2 separate regions of the Hordeum vulgare genome follow, and region 2 is linked to region 1. Evidence: chromatin contacts called from public Hi-C data. All regions are on one chromosome and are shown on one strand. The core of a region is the stretch at or near the end of the contact, and the rest is flanking DNA. Distances in the headings are between cores, read along the strand shown.

Region 1 (2,776 bases), core at 114-2,613:
CTTCCCCTCGCCGGCTGCGCACACACCTTGCGGTTGGTGCGCCGCCGTCGAGCGGTCGGCTGCGGCCCCTTCGATGTTCTGTTGCGCCGTGGCGCCTTTGCCTTTGCCCCTTACAGCGCCCGATGACACTTAGATGGGCGGAGCTGCTGCACCCCTGCCGACCCCTTCGCCGGTCGCGCGTTCCCCTTGCGGTGAGCGCGCCGCCGTCGAATGGATCGGTGGTGGTGCTCTTTGCCCCTGTAGGGATCCATATGCATTTTTCTTGTTTGCATTTTTTTTTCTTTGTCGGATCAATCCGATTTTCCTTTGCCTCCGAAGAGGTTTGTTCTTCTTCTTCTTTGCATTTGCTTTTCTTTTTCAGATTCAATCCGATTCCTTTATTTGTTTTCCTTTTGGATATAATAAGATCCATACTTTGCCTCCAAGGAGGTTGGTTCTTCTTCCCCACACCTCGGTTTGCCGATGCGTGTGGGGATCGAGAGGAACATGCGCGGCCGAGGCGGCGCTACTTTGCCGATGAGGCCCGTGGCCATCTTCGGTTTCTTTGCCCATCTAGGGTTCATATCAGGGAGGGGAAATCTTTTCTTGTACATGTTTCAACCGAAACTCATCTAAAGCCTCGTGGCTCATGATACCATTGATAGATCCCGTGGATCGACAAGGCTAGATGTGTTCGGTGAGAGTAGTGGTTTGTTACCTTGTTGTGACCTCGATGAGCTTCCTCTCTTCGTCCATCTTGATGTAGAGGAGACGGTGGGAAGCAGGGAGATGTGGTAGCGGCGGCGGTGAACCTCGTAACCCGTGCCATGGTCCCCACCACCTCTACATATAGCACTGCGCGACAGGGGCCCACCAGCCTTGCTTGGGCTGGACGCCCCCGATCAGGACGTGAGTCAAGGTCCAATGGACCGTTGGGCCCATTGGGCAAGAGATCAACCTAACAACCATTAGAGAATATAGGAGAGAGAATATTGACATTTTGTTAGAAACCGGAAGATTTTGAGAGTGAATTTTTTTAAACCACGTGTACATAAAAAAGTTGATAACCAAGTTTAGACAAGCTCTCTTTAGTGCTAGTTCTTTTGTGGGTGAACAAAGGGTAGTGTAGTTGGAGCATGAGGGCTCTAATTATCATTTAAAGTAGTCATGCACGCACCACGACCCACTTGGCACTCTGTCTCGGTTGTCTGAGCTGTTCTTTTCTTCTCTTGTCATACGCCACTAAACCGTGAAACCTATGATGTTTCATGTCAAACCGAGTCCTAGTCAGATGGCAACAGAAGACAATAAGTACTCCTGCTAGCTAGCAGCCATTAGTACTAGGCTAGTGAAGCATTCCACAAGATGTTGATATGGGATCCATTCCATCTCCATGCACCACATGGTAGACGGGCAAGTGCTCTAGGCCGGCCTCCACGATCCATGGGTTGTGCATGTTGAAACGACCACTTGCGTGAAAGCTCCTTTTGAGCTTTTCCCGTATGATGAAGACAGCACAAAAAAAGGGGGACGCCGTGAGCCCTCTTCTCGTGCACATCGATCGCTAGCACTAGTTATTATTTATCGTGGTGCGGCAGGAAAGACGAAAAAGCTCCTGGTTGGCAATGGTTTATCGGCAGACCTTCAATTGCAGATTCTCTGAACCTTTCTGGCCGGTCGAATTGCCTATGCCCTTTTCTGCCACCTCGTGGCCGCCCATTCTCGTCTCACGCTACCATTCTCCCTTCCCTGTTTAGCACATGGAATGGAAGTAGTAGCAATCGTAACCGAGAGTTCGTGTTGTTTAGCTGCACATGACGCGTGGGCGTGATCGATCGATCAGAAGACTAGCAAAAAAATGGCACGTGAAACGGAGGAACCAACCAGCAACGGGGACGAGAGGCCAGCAGGAAGGAGAGAAGTCTCCCCCACCCAGCCGCTAGCTAGCATGCGCGATTGCTCCTCGCTGCCGTCCCGTGGCGCATGCATGTGCGCCGCCCACTCGGCCCCAAGACGAGAACATGGCACAGCTGACTATTCTAATGCGCTGCGCTCTTGCGTGGAATCACAACTCCTCACTAGATCGATCTCAGACTACTTTTATCGTCGGGATAACGCGGGGATATGCGGCGATTGAGCTCTTGTGCTGTCCCTTCTGTTCTTGGAGACCACAGTTGTAAAGCACACGCCCATGATCCCTTTCCTTTGCCTTGAGCCCGCGCCGTGATGAGTGCCGCATCACAGGCCATCTGTCTAGCTATGATCGGTCTAGCTAGGCTGCATACGAATAACGCATAATGCGTATATGATCACATCATCGTGTACCCAGCAAGTCAGTCGCATGTCTGCACATTCTTGCGCTCTGGATATTGAGAGGAAGTTTCTGAATTTGGTGTGATTCCACACCATCTCAGCATAGCATGTCACCCATCTGATACATCGTCAATCATGCAGGGTGTCCCATAAGCAGTGTGACCTGGCATTGATTAGACACTATAGTGAGCCTAATAATCAAACGCTTGCGACAGAACAATAGATACACATGTGTCTCTCTCTTAAATAGAAAATCAAAACAAAAAAAAAGATTTGCCTCATCTCATTAATAAAAAAGAAGAATGACAGGGTGTTGCTTAAGACTAGGGCATTACTCCTCAACAAATGCACTCATGCGGCTAGCCTACTCTCGCGGCATCAAGAACCCAAATGTTTGGCGCCGGCGGCAACCCTCAACTCGGCGTCGACCCTAACATGTGCAAGGACAATGGAGGGGAGCGTCGACTTGCTGTGAAAAACCCTC
Region 2 (2,776 bases), core at 124-2,623, 240 kb after region 1:
CCTACAAGGAAGAGTCCACCTTCCCACAACGGAGGCAGACTACTTTCAACGGACTCCTCCTTCCTTTCCTTTTAAAGGACTTTTGCCTTTTATCTCCACTCCTAGCTGGTTGGAATTTTGAGAGAGGCTTCGGCCAGCCCAGCAGGGGTTGGTCCACCTCCTCTCACAACTCATAAGGCTCTTGGGTCGTCACACCCCTCCCCGTGGTCCCTCGACACCCTCCCGACACTCCCGGTACACTACCGATGAGCCCGAAACTTTTTCGGTGACTAAAACAGGACTTTCTATATATCAATCTTTACCTCCGGGCCATTTCGGAGCTCCTCGTGACGTCCAGGATCTCATCCAAGATTTTGAACAACCTTCGGTCACCAGCACCTATAACTCAACTATACTGAAACGTCATCGAACCTTAAGTGTGCAGACCCTGCGGGTTTGAGAACTATGTAGACATGACGTGAGTCACTCCCCGGTCAATAACCAATAACGAGACCTAGATGCCCATATTGGCTCCTACACATTCTACGAAGATCTCTATCGGTTGAACCTCTATGTCGAGGATTCAGTTAATCCCGTATGTTGTTCCCTTTGTCCTTCGGTATGTTACTTGCCCGAGATTCGATCGTCGATATCTCTATACCTAGTTTAATCTCGTTACCGGCAAGTCTCTTTGCTCGTTCCGTAATACAAGATCACGTGACTAACTCCTTAGTCACATTGCTTGCAAGGGTTGTTGTGATGTTGTATTACCGAGTGAGCCCCGAGATACCTCTCCGTCACACGGAGTGACAAATCCCAGTCTTTATCCACGAAAACCCAACAGACACCTTCAGACATACCTGTAGAGCACCTTATAGTCACCCAGTAATGTTGCAACGTTTGATACACACAAGGTATTCCTCCGGTGTTCGGGAGTTGCATGATCTCATGGTCATAGGAACAGATACATTGATATGCAGAAAACAGTAGCAATGAACTGACACGATCATATGCTACGTTTATAGTTTGAGTCTTGTCCATCACATCATTAAATTGGAGACGAAACAAACCATCCCTAACCACACATGCGATGACAAACCTTGCAAGGGACAAAGAAAGCAATTTCCTGATCTTATGCCGAGAGAGAGAGAGACACACATTAAAATTGACACGTTCAAATGTGTTGTGATTGTGTAGACACTTGTGAGGTTAAAATAAAGAACGTGGACCTATCTGTGTTTGGGTCATGTTTATTGGGCCAGGGGTGTGTTAGTTTTTTTTTCTCACAACACAAGAGTTTTAGAAAGAAAGAAAGACAAACATGTTGAATTTTCCAGTAGATCAAAATTGCACTTTCACTAATCGATTGTAAATTTTATAAACCGACCAGAACCTAATAAAACCTTACCAATCTATTGAGACATTGATGGACCCCAACAAGAGATATAGGAGTACTAGTGTAAAGTGCAATTTCTAAACAATTCCGTCCGTGGGTGCCCAAAAAAAATCCAGCAGTATATATAAGAGAAGAGAAGCTGTACTGTGAACATCTTCTTCTCTCCATGCTCGCGGGCAGAGAGAGAGAGAATCTAATCTTTTGGCCCCCAACAAAAAGAGCAAAGTGACGGTCCTTTCCCTCCGGTTCCTCGTTTTTGTAGTATTCCGCCATTAAATTCTCCGCCTTCCCAAGGGACAACCATAACTCACCCAGATACAACAAAAGGGAAGACATACCGCGGGAGGCAGCTGCGCACACGCCGAACGTCACCCAAGGCATGGGGGACGCCACCTCCAGCCATCCCGTAAGTCTCTTCCCGTCCAATCTTCTGCCCGTCAATCGGCCGGCCAACTGGAAGCGATTTGGATCTTCCACGGCGACGACGCATGGAACCGCTTGCCCCTTTTAGGCTGTGCTGTGAATTTCTCTTTGTTTGATTTGATTGAAGAGCTTCGGTTTCATCGCCGGTAGATAGGTTCTTGCCGGACAATAACACTTGTGTTCCCCTTTTAGGTTCCTGCACAGTCGAGCTCGGACGCCAGCCACGGCGCCGCGACCGGTGGGTTCATCGCCCTCGACGTCGCCGCCCTCTCGTCGCTGGCCGGCGACGGCCCGGAAACGAGGCCGGCGGCGCCGCCGGCCTCTACCCCGAGGACGCCTGTAAGTCTGCTCGAGGCTGGCCGGCGGACGACGGCGATATGCGCGTCCAGATTTCTTTATGCCGTCGTGCTTTAAGAGTCTGACACCATCTCTATCTTAATTGTGCCGTGAACGAAACAGAGGGTGGTGAGGTCGCTGTCGAGGAAGGGGTCAGAAAGGAAGCAGGCCGACGGCGACGCCGCCACTGGCACCACAGGTTAGCCTGCGCCTGCCCCAGTCGATAATCTTCCTTCTCAATGACGGCCAAAATTCCGTTTTTCTTCTCAAAACTACGACGCCTTGTAGCTTAAGTGAGGCTAGTAGTGACCATTGACACTGACGGGACTGGTGGCTTGTTAGCAGGCGCTGACGTTGGGTTTGATCCGTTTGTGTGCGCAGGAGGCGGGGTGGGGACGGGCGAGCGGCCCCCGCTGTCCCCGCTCTTCGTCCACGTAGCGGCCGCCGACGAGATGCTCAACGGGCTCCGGCTCGTGAACACGCCGGGGGGCGCCGGCACGCCAGGAGGGAAGTCCAGGCGGCTCGGGCGGCGTCCGGCGCCGTGGCTGGATCCCCGGAGGGTCGTCTTCCTCTTCGCCACGCTGTAAGAATCTTCCTCCCCCTTCCCCTTGGTTTATTTTTTTGCGTTGCTTAGTAAGAGTA

The links. A called contact is a pair of places that touch in the nucleus more often than the background predicts.
Region 2: a Hi-C map of leaf shows a contact between it and region 1, with 9 times the contacts expected there. The contact joins the promoter of LOC123425838 here to the enhancer-like site in region 1. A contact is called at or near these places in 2 of 6 Hi-C or Micro-C datasets (both in leaf) and 1 of 1 datasets of contacts at active chromatin or transcription factors (embryo).

The regions. Positions count from the first base shown.
Region 1 is chr2H:201,642,083-201,644,858 of MorexV3_pseudomolecules_assembly, forward strand. No RefSeq gene overlaps it. Among protein-coding and RNA genes, the nearest start is that of LOC123425836, 220 kb to the left of the region's middle. Within about 2 kb of position 1,364, at least 3 of the 3 cell types and tissues checked have open chromatin away from gene starts, as enhancers often do. A contact at or near this core is called in leaf, where this site is marked.
Region 2 is chr2H:201,884,017-201,886,792 of MorexV3_pseudomolecules_assembly, forward strand. It overlaps LOC123425838, which reads left to right and starts at 1,374. Exons shown (of 5, transcript XM_045109581.1): 1 at 1,374-1,781; 2 at 1,991-2,137; 3 at 2,258-2,333; 4 at 2,480-2,717. The coding sequence starts at 1,755.